3 separate regions of the Mus musculus genome follow, and regions 2 and 3 are each linked to region 1. A link is a contact called in public Hi-C and HiChIP or PLAC-seq data. All regions are on one chromosome and are shown on one strand. The core of a region is the stretch at or near the end of the contact, and the rest is flanking DNA. Distances in the headings are between cores, read along the strand shown.

Region 1 (4,769 bases), core at 1,024-3,523:
ACCTCTCTCCTCAAAGATATAAAAATAATTTGAGTTGATAGGTACTAATGTTTAACTTGCATAATAACAGGGTCTTTTTGGGTTGGGTTTGGTTTGGTTTGATTTTTTGAGACAGAGTTTCTCTGTATAGCACTGGCTGTCCCTGAACTCTCGCTGTAGACCATGGTGGACTCGAACTCAAAAATCCACCTGCCTCTGCCTCCTAAGTACTGGGATTAAAAGCGTGTGCCACCACTGCTCTGCTTCTGTGTGTCTTTAACTGTTGGATTAGAGTCAAAAGTAGATTTATAGGTAGAGGCTATTCAGCTGTTCAGCTGTGTCCATCTTAGAGTTTTACACATTAGTCTCTCTCTCTCTCTCTCTCTCTGTCTGTCTCTGTCTTTCTTTCAGATTAACAAGCTAGATGGAGACTGTTGGATTTCAGCAAGCCCCCCCCACCCCCACCCCAGGGGCTTAAGTGCATATTTTACACATCAAGGCAGGCCTGACCTTCAGGTTCTTCCAGTATCCCTATGTCCCTACCTGGTGTACCAAACCTTGAACTTTCCAGCCTAAGGGTTGGGCTGCCCTTCCACCAGAGGCTCTTCCCTATATAATCCAGTCATTTTGGTCTCTTGTCCTTCCTTTTTTTTTGGTTTTTCGAGACAGGGTTCTCTGAGTAGCCCTGGCTGTCCTGGAACTCACTCTGTAGACGAGGCTGGCTTTGAACTCAGAAATCCGCCTGCCTCTGCCTCCCAAGTGCTGGGATTAAAGGTGTGTGCCACCACTGCCCGGCCTCTTGTCCTTTCTATCTTCAGACCTTCTCTCCATGGGAACTTTCAATCTCTTCCCCTTCTCCTCTGTCTCCCTTCCCAAGGCTGTTTCCCTGATCTGTGATCTTGCCTCCCCTGCCAAAAGCAGTTTCCAAATAAACCTGAGATATAGATAGATAGATAGATAGATAGATAGATAGACAGACAGATAGGTAGATAGGTCCCTGATCTGGCTTGAATTAGCTCATTTTACCGTGAAGGAATAACTTATCAGAGACTTCATATGATAAGGCGATGCAAACCTTTTCTCTCCCTTCTGCCTCATCTCCATGCTCAAATTTAGAAAAGAAACAATTGTAGACACCACCCAGGATTAAGCTAAACCCAGTCACCTGGAATTTAGTAAATGACTCCTTGTTGGAGGCAGGGGAGGTGGGATATATGACAGCATTTATTCTACTCACAAGAAAACTACAGTTCAGAGTTGAGTTTCTCTGTGCAACTCTGACTGGGGAGACCATAAGTGTCACTCTTCTTATCTGTACTACTGTTTTCCTATATCCGAGGCACGTGGAATGCCCCAGTCTTCATTTACTACATACTCACTGAGAGCCAAGTGTTAGGCATTGCGTTTGCTTCCGTCATATCCAAACACTACTGTAAAATGTGACAAAAGAGACAGGAAAAAGCTTTTGTATATCTCTCGAAATTCCTTAAACAAGGCGTCCAGAAATGTCAAGGAAAGTAGCAGATAAAACAGGCCCAGTTTGAAGTGGTCTCTTCCCACTACCTCACAGGGAAAGAAGGAGCGCCCCCATTAGAAAGAAAAAGAAAAAAAAAAGAAAAAAAAAAAAAAAGAAAAAAAAAAAAAGGCTAACTCCTAGAGTCTGAGCTCAGCAGTCAAGACTCTGAATTTTAAAAACAAGAACCTGTCAGACCTGAGTGAAGGGTCAAGAAAGCAGTTCTCCACTCGCTTCTAAGAAATCAAAGCAAATAAAACAAGTAAAAAACCAGGGGCGCGTTTCCTTGAACATGAGTTGTGAGATAATCAGGAAAATAAGTGTAAAGTTAGAAGTTCTCAGCAGCTCAAATTCAACTTAGCGGCCCTGGCTCTGATCCCCCAAGGGGCCGTTCGTCAGCTCTTAACTCTCCAGTCACCCAGAAACGCCGGCCCCAAGGCAAGGACTCAGGGACAGAAAAGGACAACTCGGGACCCTGGGAAGCCGCTTACCCATCACCGAGCAGTTAATGTCGCTTCGGGAACTTCTAGGGCCCACCTGGAACACCCAGGTGCCCAGCAGATCAGGGTAGGTGCAGTTGGCAGGAGTGTCGGAGCGCACGGTGCAGACTCCCAAAAGCACCAGCAGCAGGACGGCGCGCAAGGAGTGGGTCCAGGGACCCATGCTGACGGCGCCCGCGGAGCAGATGGCAGAGAAAGCAAGTTCAACTGGAACACCACTCGATGGCAGTCAGGCGACCCTAGTGGCTCCCGCCTTAAAATACCCAAGAGCCCGGAAACCCAGGGTCCGCGGGGCGGGGTTACAGGGTGGTGAGAACAGAATGAGGTGGGGGAGGAGCGGCGAGGCTGTGAGGACGGGGGCGTGGAGTGACTGAGATGTAGGGAGGGACAGGGTGTGACTAGGTGAGGCAGCACGAGGTGGCCTGAGGAAGTTAGTTAGTGACAGTGTAGGGTGGGGACAGGCACCACTAGGAGGAAGAAGGAAAGTGGCCTTTGGGGACCTCTGCCTTTCAAGGAACGCCAAAGCTGAGAACTCTGTAGCGGTGTTTTGTAATGCCAGTGTGATTAAAATAGAATCTACCCTGTGCAATACAGGGTTGACAAGAGTCTTAAAGTCTACTGAGGCTAATTCTCTTTCTCTTGTTTTTGGTGCACTTTCCTGCATTTCTGACTCCGTGGAAAAACTTTACTAGCTAACCTAAGATAGTCTTGAGAATTTCTGTTCCATTTACCAAATCTAGCTTTTTATCTTCAGGGTTTTCTTTGGTTTCCGGTCTGCCTGTTTACCCGAAGATTTCAATTGTAGTGAACCTTTACAGGTTGGGTGAATCTGTTTTGTTTTCCCTCCCTGGAACTTTATTAGGATTAAGTTGAATGGGGTGGGGGTTGCGGGTGACTGGGGTGATCACATTGTGATCACATTGCTCAAGCCCTTCTGTTTTCAGAATGAAAGCAAGAATTAGAGAAAGAGGAAGTAGCTTGCTCAGGATGAAGTGGTCTTCTGAGCTCCTGTGTCAGGCTTTCCCAAGGGCGAGCTGAAGGGAGCATAGTTGAACCTTGCCTCCTCTGTCAGTCTTCTTGCCTGCAATTGTTAAGTAGTAATCTTTAGCGAAGCATCCTGCTCTTGTGAGAGCTGTTTTGAGTTGCCTGGCTGTTGTTGGCTGGGATCATGATCATTCTGAGCTAATCTGAGAATACAGAGATGAACCAGGCAGACTTGATGAGCCTCTTTGACCTAGTAGGCTTGTGCACTTTGTTTCTTTTTAAACCCCATCCCACAGATCACAGATATTTATGTGCAGACTTTTTTTTTTTTTTTTCCACTGAGTACATGCAGTCCGAGGAAGCAATGTGGTTGAAGAACAAACCACTTCTGTCTCTGAATTCTGCTTTAAAAACACTCAGGCTTCTAAGCCTGAAGGCACACTTTGATAGGGGTCCTTCTTGATAACTAAGGGGCTAGAGTGTTCTTTCATATGAAACTAGGCTACAAGAGCTAAATGGGGAGGAGCTGACACCTTCTAGATCTCAAAAGCCTTTATAGGATTAAGAATTGACATTGTATAATTAAGCTAGCATTTTCTTTTAAAGGCCCCATTACAGATAGCATCACTTTCCTAAATTTCTACAGTTTGTCGTTGTTGAAACATTTTACTAAATGATCCATATCTTAGAGCTAAACGTGGGATCTGGGAATTCCTTTGATGGACATAATCAAAGTAGAACACTTACTTGTTAAAAAGAAATTAAAGCAGCCTTTCTAAAGTCAATGGCAAAGATTGTGGGTCACTTTGGATTAATGAATGCATCCTGATATTAGGAAATGGAGATTTAGAGAGTTGAATCACTTGTCAAATGTCATTGCCAGTTAGGGAGAATCAGCAAGAAACATGTGCAAGTTGCACGCCCCAAAGTTTAGTATATGTTGAGTGATATAAGATAATATGAGTTTCTAAGCAATACACACTTGTCCTTGGGCCTCCGAGATGGTACTGTATAGTGTGGCTCAGGAAGTGTAATTCCAGTGCCAGTTTATAAACTAAGTTATGCAAGTTTCTGAGTTTTACCTTATACCTCTGCCAAACCAGAGAATGTTGAAGTAAATTCCAGCATTTCTTTTCAGCAGTGTATTTTTTAACAGTCTTTTAGATGATACAAAATCAATTTGAAGTTTAGGGAGCATCTTCAGGAACTTTCTCAGACTTGAAGTCTGGCTGTGGCACAATCTGTAGATCTGTTACTGTCTTTTGCCTTTCTTCTTCTTCTTCTTCTTCTTCTTCTTCTTCTTCTTCTTCTTCTTCTTCTTCTTCTTCTTCTTCTTCTTCTTCTTCTCCTTCTCCTTCTCCTTCTCCTTCTCCTTCTCCTTCTCCTTCTTCTCCTCCTCCTTCTTCTTCTTCTCTTCCTCCTCCTTCTTCTCCTTCTTCTCCTTCTCCTCCTCCCCCTCCTTCTTCTTCTTCTTTTATTTCTCCTCTTCTTCTTCCTCTTCTTTCTCCTCCTTCCCCCTTTTTCTTTAATTTATAAGGTGTATGTAATTATATCTCAGCTGGTTTTACAGTGACTAAGTGAGTCAATAACAGATAACTTCAGGTATCACACACATTTGCCACTGTGTATATTTATGGTTTTAGAACCATTTTTCTTCTCTCTTAAGCTTTTTTTTCATTGCACTTATATATTGATTTTGTATATGTAGGAGATACACATAGTATGGAGTAAATTCCAGCCTTCTACCGAATGAGTCCCAGGTTCAAACTTACATATTTAGGCTTGGTGGCAAG
Region 2 (4,769 bases), core at 1,583-4,082, 450 kb after region 1:
GGGTTTCAAGACATGTTATCAACTTTACCCATCTTTTAGAGAAGGTAGCATGATATATATGATAGAATATCTGAAAGAATAATTACATGGAGAAAGAGGGATCCAGAAGGACTGCAAGGAGTCTTTAAAAGCAACCTTTTGCATAACTAATGCAAGATCCATGAAAAGCATATTAATTATTCCAAGGGCATTTCAGTGGCATACCTCCTACCAGACCTTGCCTCTTAAAGGTCAGCTGTCTCATAACCCTTCAGCAGTATACCAAGCTTGCATTACCTGACCTTCTGGCCAGGGGATAAAGATCCAACCAATTTTAGCTTTCTAGCTTATGTTTAACTTTTCAGTCAGAAAAATTTTGTTCTTTAATTTCTTATTCTATTATTTTATTTTTATTCTATTTTATTCTATTATTTATATTCTATTAGTCATAAGAGCTGAAACGTCATCTCTTGCTGAAGGACAATAAGTAATATCTTCAATTGTGTATATTCAACACTGGTATTTATGTTCCTACGGTTAAAGAGGCAGTCTTAGTGGAGTGGAAAGAGCAGAGATCTTGAAATCAAAACAACTAGCTTTGATGCCTAATGCCATTTCTGAGTGTGTGACCTTGGAGAAACATCACAGAACTGTGAGTCATAGTTTTCTTGAATTGAGTAAAACTAATACATCAGAATTTGAAAATACTTGTTCAACTACAAATAATTGTATATATTTATAAGTGTGCTTACATTGTTCAGTAAATGCACAGGATATGTATTTTAAACTTTTACTTAAGTATAAGGAATACATAAGTAGAAAATACATAAATTCTCATTTAGTTACAAATTTATTTAAATCTATTTTTATTACCCTAAATGACAAATTCATACTTCTTGCAAGATAGAATGCTAAGATCATATCTTATTATTCATTTTATTATCTTATCAGTCATGTCTTAGAAATGAGACAATTCATTTTGATTTTGGCTTTTCATACTTTGCCATTCAGTCTTATGCAGAGTGGCAAGATGGCCCAGTAAGTGAAAGTGCTTGTTAATTCCCCAGAATGCTCAGTGAAGAAGGGAACCAACTCCACACATTGTCCTCTGACTTCTACATAGACGCCATGGCACTCAAGCTCACACACATATTAATTAAAATGATGTCAAGATGAATAAAGTTTACTGAAAATAAAAGTGATGTAAAGATTGTTTGCTTAAGTCATTCTATATAAGTTCACAAGGATTTTCATAGAATGTTTAATTCCTTTTTAGTACCCTTACAACAAGATTGAAATGTATGTGTGAACAGTCAGAAAGATTTATTTCCTTGCTATTTTGATCGTTACCTCTCCAACCCTGTGTGTTTTACAAAGATCACTTTGGTCAGTTGATTTCTTTGCACAGAAAGATTAGAGAAAAAGCTACAGCATGAAAAATGTATTTATTCCTGCTTCTAAGATTTAACCCAAGATCTTAGCCAAGTAGCCTTGTCTTGTGCAAATTGCCTAGTTTACTATTGAAATGCAGAAAATAGATTTTAATTTGATGATTTGTTGAGAAAATAAGGAAACATGCACCATATTTAGTCAATGTTTTATCAATACCCACTGCTATTCTCACTTTTCTGTGCTTTTACCATCTCCCTTTCCTCTCTCAATTGGTATGAAGTATTTCTCCATAGATCTTTTATAATCATAGATCTCTAAATATATACTCAACTGGAAAATAGAGCCAACAATGAGAAATGGGAGGCTGGTGCTGTCCTGTCAGCAGTGCTTTTCTTGTCTTACTAAACAATACAACTTCATACAAAGGAGGCAAAATTCTCTTCATCATATACACAGGAAACAGCTAAGAAATAAACAAAAGTAGTTGTGACTTCCTGCAGATAGCCATTAGTGTATAAAGGGAGTTTCTCAGCAGAGGTAATGATCTGATGACCTCAGCTATGGTCATGGTCCCAAAAGGTCTATCACATCAGTGTTAAAATGACCATAAATACCAGGACAATTAAGCATCTATCTTAAGAATGCACTAGGAAAGAGATGTTCTACATTTCTGAAAGCAAGTCATTTGAGAGCAAGAGAGAGAGAGACAGACAGAGAGAGACACAGAGAGAGAGAGACAGAGGGAGAGACAGAGAAGAGACAGAGAGAGACAGAGAGAGACAGAGACAGAGAGAGATAGAGAGACAGAGAGAGAGAGACATAGACTCAGCGAGACAGTCAAGGAAGGCAAGGAGGAAGGGAGGGAATGAAGGGAGGGAGAACATTGATTTAGGCCTCTTTAACTTACTGGCATGTTCTGTATTAAGAAGGATATGTGTAATTCTTTTGTGCTTTCTGAATTTTGGGATATTTTCTAAGTAATCAAAAGGAAAGAGAGTACTGAAGAAGAGAGCAGCTTGGTGGTAAACTCCATTGCCTAAGGGCTATGGCTGTGCCCTGGAACAAACTCAAACAAGGATCCCTAAGCTTTCAAACCCTTGTTCTCCATAGTGTGGAAATGGCATCCTGAGTTACTCTGTTCATCTTTCAGTAGTAACCAGAAAATTTTTTGATTACTTTTTTCCAAGTTACTGTAATGATAGCTCAAGTGATTATCTGCCTCTTTTTATATCCCCAAATGAACTTCAGTGCTCTGGTTTTGCTACTGATCCCGTTTTTTATCTGCTGGGACCCTGTTACTTTCAGGCTAAAATTTAGCTTAACAACAAATGGCTTCAATTTTTGAACTCCTGTAAACAGAGTAGTCTCAAGAGCAAAGAATCCAACCATGAAGTAGTACCACCTATGTACCAGAGATGACAGTGAAGGAGTAAGTGTTCCCAATGAAAACAGGAACTGAAAGACCAGTTAGTGATTCACACATTTTAAGAGGCACCCAACCATGGATAGAAGCTGCTGACAGCTGTGGTTGAATTAGGGGAAAGTTGGAAGAAGCTGAGGAGGAGGGTTACCTGGTAGAAGAACCAGCAGTCTCAATTAGCCTGGACCCCTCGAGATCTCTCAGACACTGGACCACCAACCAGGCAGCATGCACCAGTTGATATGAGGCCCCAAACACATATGCAGCACAGGACTGTGCTGGGTCTGGGTTTAGTCAAGAGAGGATGCACCTCACCCTCAAAAGCCTGGAGGCCCCAGGGAGTTTAGAAGTTTGGTGGGGTGGGGGTTTGGGACATCCTCCTGGAGACAGGGGTTCAGGGATGTGGTATGGGATGTGTACCAGTTGGAAGGTGGACCTGGAGGCGAATAAAATTTGGAATTTAAAATAAATAAATAAAATTTAAAAAAAGCACAGTGGGCTAAACATGAAAGTCCCCCTTCCTTTAGGAGACATAATGAGTGGAGGGTCTACATTTATTAAAATGACATGGGGAAATTTAAGAACAGAAATATTCAAATAAGACACTGAGGCAGCAGGAGACAAGTGCAATCTGCATATGAACATTACAGCATCTGCTTAAATACCCTACCTCTGATTTTTCTGCACGATGAATTTATTTTTCATCCATGGAGACAAAGATGTGGTGAGAAACTGGTTAATGAACAACCAATTCCTAACTGCTACATACATATTATTATAAAACAATTCATGAAGGTTTTCTCACAGAGATGCATTTGCCTTTAAATGACTCATACATGGAAATTATTTTAGTGGCTATTATTTCATTTTTTTTCATATTTTTTTAAAGTGATAAAAAATGCCCTCTCTCTCAGACTTGTAGAAAACTTAAGTTGCTTAAGCAACTTCATATAATATATTTTGTGAACATACAAAGTCTTAGATGTTGAGAATAAAAGAAAAAAGAACCAATCTATGCTTCCGGAGAATTTATTTTAGAAATGTTGGATGTTGTCCTTGTTAAAGAAAATATAATTTCAATACATTTTACTTAATAAATTACTTTATGGATTTTTGTTTTTTTTTAAATTATGTAATATCATTTATATTTTTAAAGAAAGAAATTACCATTAGTACTTTATTCATGTTTTGATGTTTTCTTATTTCTGAAGAGTCTACATGTTCTCAATTACTGTTAATGTTGATTGGCTTTTTGTTCTGTCTTCAGTGTTATAGGACTTCTCTCAGATATTTAGTGAGAGAAATGGCCCTTCAGATTTCTAGACAAGCATATTATTAATAGTAGAAAATCAGTAGATTTCAGTATGGTTTTTATCCTTCTAACACTTAAAGTGTTTTTTTTTTTTTTGGTTTGTTTATTTTATTTTCTATTTTAATTAATTATTTAGTTATTAAGTATTAATTAATTAATTATCCACATCCCATACCTCCATCCCATGGATGTCCCCACACCCCACACAACCTGACCTCTAAACTCCCTGGGGCCTCCAGTCTCTTGAGGGTTAGGTGCATCATCTCTGAATGAACACAGACCCAGAAGTCCTCTGCTGTACGTGTGTTGGTGGCCTCATATCAGCTGGTGTATGCTGCCTGGTTGGTGGTCCAGTGTTTGAGAGAACTCAGGGGTCCAGATTAATTGAGACTGCTGTTACTCCTACAGGCTCGCCCTCCTCCTCAGCTTTTTTTCAGTCTTTCCCTAAATTCAACAACAGAGATCAGGTACTTTTGTCCATTGGTTGGGTGCAACTATCTGCTTCTACCTCTTTCAGCTGCTTGTTGGGTCTTCCAGAATATGCAATCTTACTAGGTCCCTTTTTGTGAGTTCTCCACAGCCACAGTAATAGTGTGAGTCCTTGGGAGTATGTGGAACATTGTGGTCACTCATTTTTCTATTTTCTCTCAAATCATATCATATGAT
Region 3 (4,769 bases), core at 1,036-3,535, 260 kb before region 1:
GGGAAGACTTTGGTCATAGAATTTCATAGGTATAAAATTAAAAAAGAATAAGTAATAAAAAAGTGTAAACTAAAGAGCTATGACTTTGTAACTCCCACCACAAGCATCTGCAAATGAAGAGAATGCTAGTACAAGTAGAACTCAGACCAGGAATTGTTTATACTACAATTGATAAGAATGGTCTAATAGTGCAGGATTGGTCCTCAATGTCATTGTAATGTATGAAAACAAAAGCAGCAGCAAAAACACAGGCACTCGTTATCAGATCTGATTCTTATGTTGTTTTGTGGTCCAGAGCATCCTGGTTATTGTGGACTGACTAAACCTCAAAGATTCTTAGATAATTGCTGTATAAAGAGATATTGCCCAAAAGAGATATTCCAAAATCTTTACTATATTTTTTTTAATCAATGCATCACTGATTCTGCTACTATGAGTCTGAAACAACAGAAAGTTGCTCACAGCTTTGCATGCTGGAATTCAGAGCAAAGTATCAGCAGATTCTACAGCCCCTCTTCTTTAAGACCTCTCCCTGCATCTCCACATTTTCTTTCCTCTGGGTATGTTTAGGGTTTATTCAGACTTTATTTGCTATGATAAAACTACCTAAGAGAACAGCATTATAGGAGAAAAGATTTGTTTTGGCTGAGGGATTCAAAGTTTATTGGTAGGCACACTTTCACTGATCTATTGAAAGCAACATAATAATGTTGGTCACTTTGTTGTGGCCAGAATGCAGAGAGGAAGGAAGGGAGGAAGGAAGAGAGAAAGGAAGGGAGCAAGAGAGGGAGGGAGGGAGAGGGGGAGGGAGAGAAAGAAAGAAAGAAAAAGAAAGAAAAGAAATAGAGGGAGGGAGAGGAGGAAAAGACAGGAGAAAAGATGAGAGAAAGAAGGGGAAGAGGAAAGGAGGAAAGGAAGGGAATAGAAGGGAGCTAAGGTAAAAGACATGTTGTCTTAAGGACATGTTGTCTTGAAATGTACCCTAAGTGACCATTTCCTCCAACTATATCTACCCCTCAAGGTTTCCAGAACCTTCCAAAATAGAAGCACCATTTGAGAAACAGACTTTGTGTGTTGAGTCTATACAAACCAACAATATTTTATATCTAGATACCCATCACATTATGTTAGAACAAATTCTAATCTTATTTTACCTCAATTACCACTTTAAAAATCCTATCCACAGTATGGCAACTTCCCAAAGTAGTAGAGATTAAGATTTCAAGCATACTGAATTGGTGAGGGCATAATACTTACCCCAGGATACTTGCCAAGATACACAGTTGGAAAATTTAGTGTACTGGAATGTGACAAAGATAAGATACATTAATTTTAAGTTATTTGGTACATCTTTGCTCAGTGCCAGCTTTTTCAAATCTTGTTTTGTGCCAATTTGCTTAGCTTTCTTCCAATTAAATAAATAATAAACAAACCAAGCAGAGTTTATCAAAGCCCTTTGTGAGTCTTCCTCTATTTGCCTTTATGTCATTGTGCCTTAGAGGACAATAGTCCACCTAAAAACTACTAAAAACTTCACACAAATTTTTTAGTCCCTCTTTTGCAAAATTTACCTGCATTCTAATCTATTGTTCATTATTGATTATTTTTGCTTTTTAGACTAATAACAAATTATATTCTCTAGTATGACATCTGACTGAATTACCTCTCCAGAGCTGAATTTTCTATCCCACTCTCTGCCTTGCCCATTTAGAGTTATGAGGCAAACATGTCCCCAGCAATCATAAATTTCTGTTTCCTTGCACATGTGTTTTCCTGCCTGAATGACCTTGCTTCTTGCCCTCTAATCTTTGGTTTCTTATTTATATTGTCATCATTGAATGATGCCTCTGTCACGATGCATTTGTATCAGATTAAAGTCGTTGATTTTCCAACGTTCTTCATCTAAAGGGTTCAGAAAGTGTTGAGTATAAAGAGCAGACATTTCATAATTCAATGTCTAGAATGTGACACATAAAATGCTATTAACTAAAGATTTATTAAATAAATGACTAACATATGAGTTTATCGGTTGGCGGTGTTGGTGATAAGACTGCTTGGCAGCACATACTACACAGCGAAGCTGAGGAAATGTTTAGTTGTGGGATAAATGGGGAGTTAATGACTCTCTGAGTTCCCTTGTAAGAACAATAGATGCTGCATGTAGATAAGGGAAAAGAGAAAGATGAAATTTCTGAGAATTGTTTCTCCTCCTGAGACACTCGGGGTTCTCTGCCTTCCCTCTGCAGCTGTGAGCTTGTTTATGGTTGGTAGGATCCAGATGCTCACATGAAACCCTCCTTTGACACCTGAGGGCTTAGATTCTCAGATACTGTTGATAACTGTGACAACCACTAGGCAGCAGGGACTTTTATTCTCGACTTATTAAAATGGAGATGTGCTCCCTGGAAACTAAGTTGTCCATAACCTATATTTAAAAGGAAGGAGTGACGATTTGAGGGTAAATAACAGACAACTCTCTTCATACAGTTTGAAAGGCCAGTCTAGGTTCTGAAAATTTAAAGGCATTTTATCACAATTGACACTCAAATGTCGACATAAACTAATTTTTAAAAAATAAATAAAATAGTTATTTCTAACAAATCACAAGCCATAGATTTTCAACGAAAAGGCAAAAAGGGTCTCACTAGTTATAAATCTTCTTGGCTTTGTACATACATGGCAGAAAGCCCTTGACCCTCTAGTAATCTGGGAACATAATTCCTATGTAGAGCTCAACTTCACCATAATACCCCTTTAATTAATTGTGTCTCTGGGCAGCCCTATGTATCTGGGGAAGGAGACACCTACTGGGATACTGAGTTAATTCCCTGAGGCTGTCTTAGGCTCATTATCTCTTTCTTGCACATCTGCCTCTAGGTATCCCTGGAGCATTTCAAGTCAGTCATGATATAGGTTAGCATTCTGGCTTCCTCACTTGCCTCCTGAATGACATGACTGCAGGATAATCCCCAAGCATAGTGACTAGGGAAGCCAGCAAGTGTGCTTGGGAGACTGGTAATCCCCAGATAGATATATGTCAGCTCTTTCTCACTAATTAGTGAAGGCAGACAGAAGCTGTCTGGGTCTGCAGACCTGAGTTTCAAGAGTGTCATTTGAGATGAAGTCAGAGGACAGTGCAGAAGCTTCATATGAAAGCTTTGCAAAATGCTCAGAATGCCTCAGCCATGTCTCAGAATATATGCAACAATCAGTAATTATCGCTGAACATGTAACAGCCACTTGAAGTAGAAATTATTCTATAGAGAATTAAGACATATATAACTTGCTAAAGGAGTAGTTTAGTTTGAAGTATTTAAAACATACATACCATAAGCATTTAAATAAAAAAAAACTTTAATGAACACATTAACAAACATTGAACAAGCATATAAGTTACTGGAATAGAGAAATCCCATGCAAAATGGAGCAGTCTGAGACTTGCTGAGTAGTTATAAAGAAATCAACACAATCTACAAGATTCTAGCATTTGAGATATTTATATTTCTGAATGCATACTGTTCTAAGATCATTTTAATTCTTCTGTGTGATCATGACTGATTTCTCAATAAATTCCAGTACTCTGATCTGTTCAGCCTTTGTCTTGTCTACTTTTTATATCACTTATAGTGTCTAGTAAAGTGACAGGCAAAAGAAAGTGCAGAGTTGGTGGGGTGTTTTTAAGAATGGAAATAAGGCAGAGGAATAATGACAGGCTGGAGGCAGAGGAGGTAATAAGGTGGGAAAGAAGCTATAGATATTTTAGGTTTTTCTAGAATTGTATAGAAAGCATTTGTTGAGCCAAAATATAGGTAGTATTTTTGTGACAGTAGATATTATTAAAACATTCTTGATTTGGAAGCATTAAACTAGGGGTTCTCAACCTTTGGGTCACAACACCTTTTGGGTCAACTGATTCTTTCACAGGGTCATATATCAGGCTGCCCTTCAACTCACTCTATAGTCCAGACTTGCCTTGAACTTGTAATTCTCCTGACTCTGTTTCTCTACCTATTGGGATTATAGTATTTCACCACCAGACCCAACTCCCAAATGGGCAATTTCTAGAATAAAAGCCTTGTGGTTGAAATGGAAATCCTGATGGCTCTAACAATGGGATGCAAATGACAAGGATACAGAGTCAGATCAGTGGAAGTCTGAAGAGAGAAGAAAGAAACTGAGAAATGAAGAGATAAGAACAAAGAACATTCTTAGAGACCTATCTACTATGAACATCCTTGTTCCCAAACAGCGATGAAAGAGAGAGAGAGAAAGAGAGAGAGAGAGAGAGAGAGAGAGAGAGAGAGAGAGAGAGAGAGAGAGAGTTATAAACAAGTGGAATGAATAATGGCCTGAAACCTTTCCAAACTTTGCTGTGTGGTTCCATACATTTCTGTATATATGTGACTCACAGACCCAGAACTGAGAACAGGTAACCTAATATGATAGAAATCCAACTCCAAGTCCTTTCTGATTGAAGACTATTTAGGTATTTCTCATGTTTTTCAAAGATTATTTATGTCTTACTCTTGTCTTTCTGCTGATCTGTGGCTGAGTTTTACCAACTACATATTCTCTTTCTTAAAATATCAAATATAGAATGCTATTTGGCTCTGGTAATTTCCTCTATTTCCAGCACCTCCTGACAGCACGCTATCAGTGCTACATTAGTGATTACGTTGGTGGTAGCAGTTTCCCTCAAAGCTGGCTTTTTAATAGTTTAAAATCTCCAGTGACCTAGAAGAAATTGAGGCCACCTTTGAAAATCAGCA

The links. Hi-C and Micro-C count contacts between places; a contact is called where the count stands out from the background. HiChIP or PLAC-seq counts read pairs in DNA pulled down with a chosen protein or histone mark.
Region 2: an H3K4me3 HiChIP or PLAC-seq map of the 230-238 cell line shows a contact between it and region 1, with 2.7 times the contacts expected there. The contact joins the enhancer-like site here to the promoter of Ctsc in region 1. A contact is called at or near these places in 2 of 39 promoter capture datasets (cranial neural crest and hippocampal neurons), 1 of 484 Hi-C or Micro-C datasets (large pre-B cells) and 3 of 115 datasets of contacts at active chromatin or transcription factors (the 230-238 cell line and large pre-B cells).
Region 3: a contact with region 1 is called in a Hi-C map of DN3 thymocytes, with 2.8 times the contacts expected there. The contact joins the enhancer-like site here to the promoter of Ctsc in region 1. A contact is called at or near these places in 3 of 39 promoter capture datasets (the HPC-7 cell line, HPC-7-derived erythroid cells and hippocampal neurons), 3 of 484 Hi-C or Micro-C datasets (the AML12 cell line, DN3 thymocytes and myocytes) and 2 of 115 datasets of contacts at active chromatin or transcription factors (embryonic stem cells and large pre-B cells).

The regions. Positions count from the first base shown.
Region 1 is chr7:88,275,589-88,280,357 of GRCm38.p6, reverse strand. It overlaps Ctsc (cathepsin C), which reads right to left and starts at 2,273. Exons shown (of 7, transcript NM_009982.5): 1 at 1,984-2,273. The coding sequence starts at 2,155.
Region 2 is chr7:87,823,249-87,828,017 of GRCm38.p6, reverse strand. All of the region lies in intron 4 of Grm5 (glutamate receptor, metabotropic 5), which reads right to left. Among named protein-coding and RNA genes, the nearest start is that of Grm5, 240 kb to the right of the region's middle. Within about 2 kb of position 2,832, at least 16 of the 459 cell types and tissues checked have an H3K27ac peak or open chromatin away from gene starts, as enhancers often do. A contact at or near this core is called in the 230-238 cell line, where this site is marked.
Region 3 is chr7:88,534,472-88,539,240 of GRCm38.p6, reverse strand. No RefSeq gene overlaps it. Among named protein-coding and RNA genes, the nearest start is that of Rab38, 110 kb to the right of the region's middle. Within about 2 kb of position 2,285, at least 8 of the 459 cell types and tissues checked have an H3K27ac peak or open chromatin away from gene starts, as enhancers often do. A contact at or near this core is called in DN3 thymocytes, where this site is marked.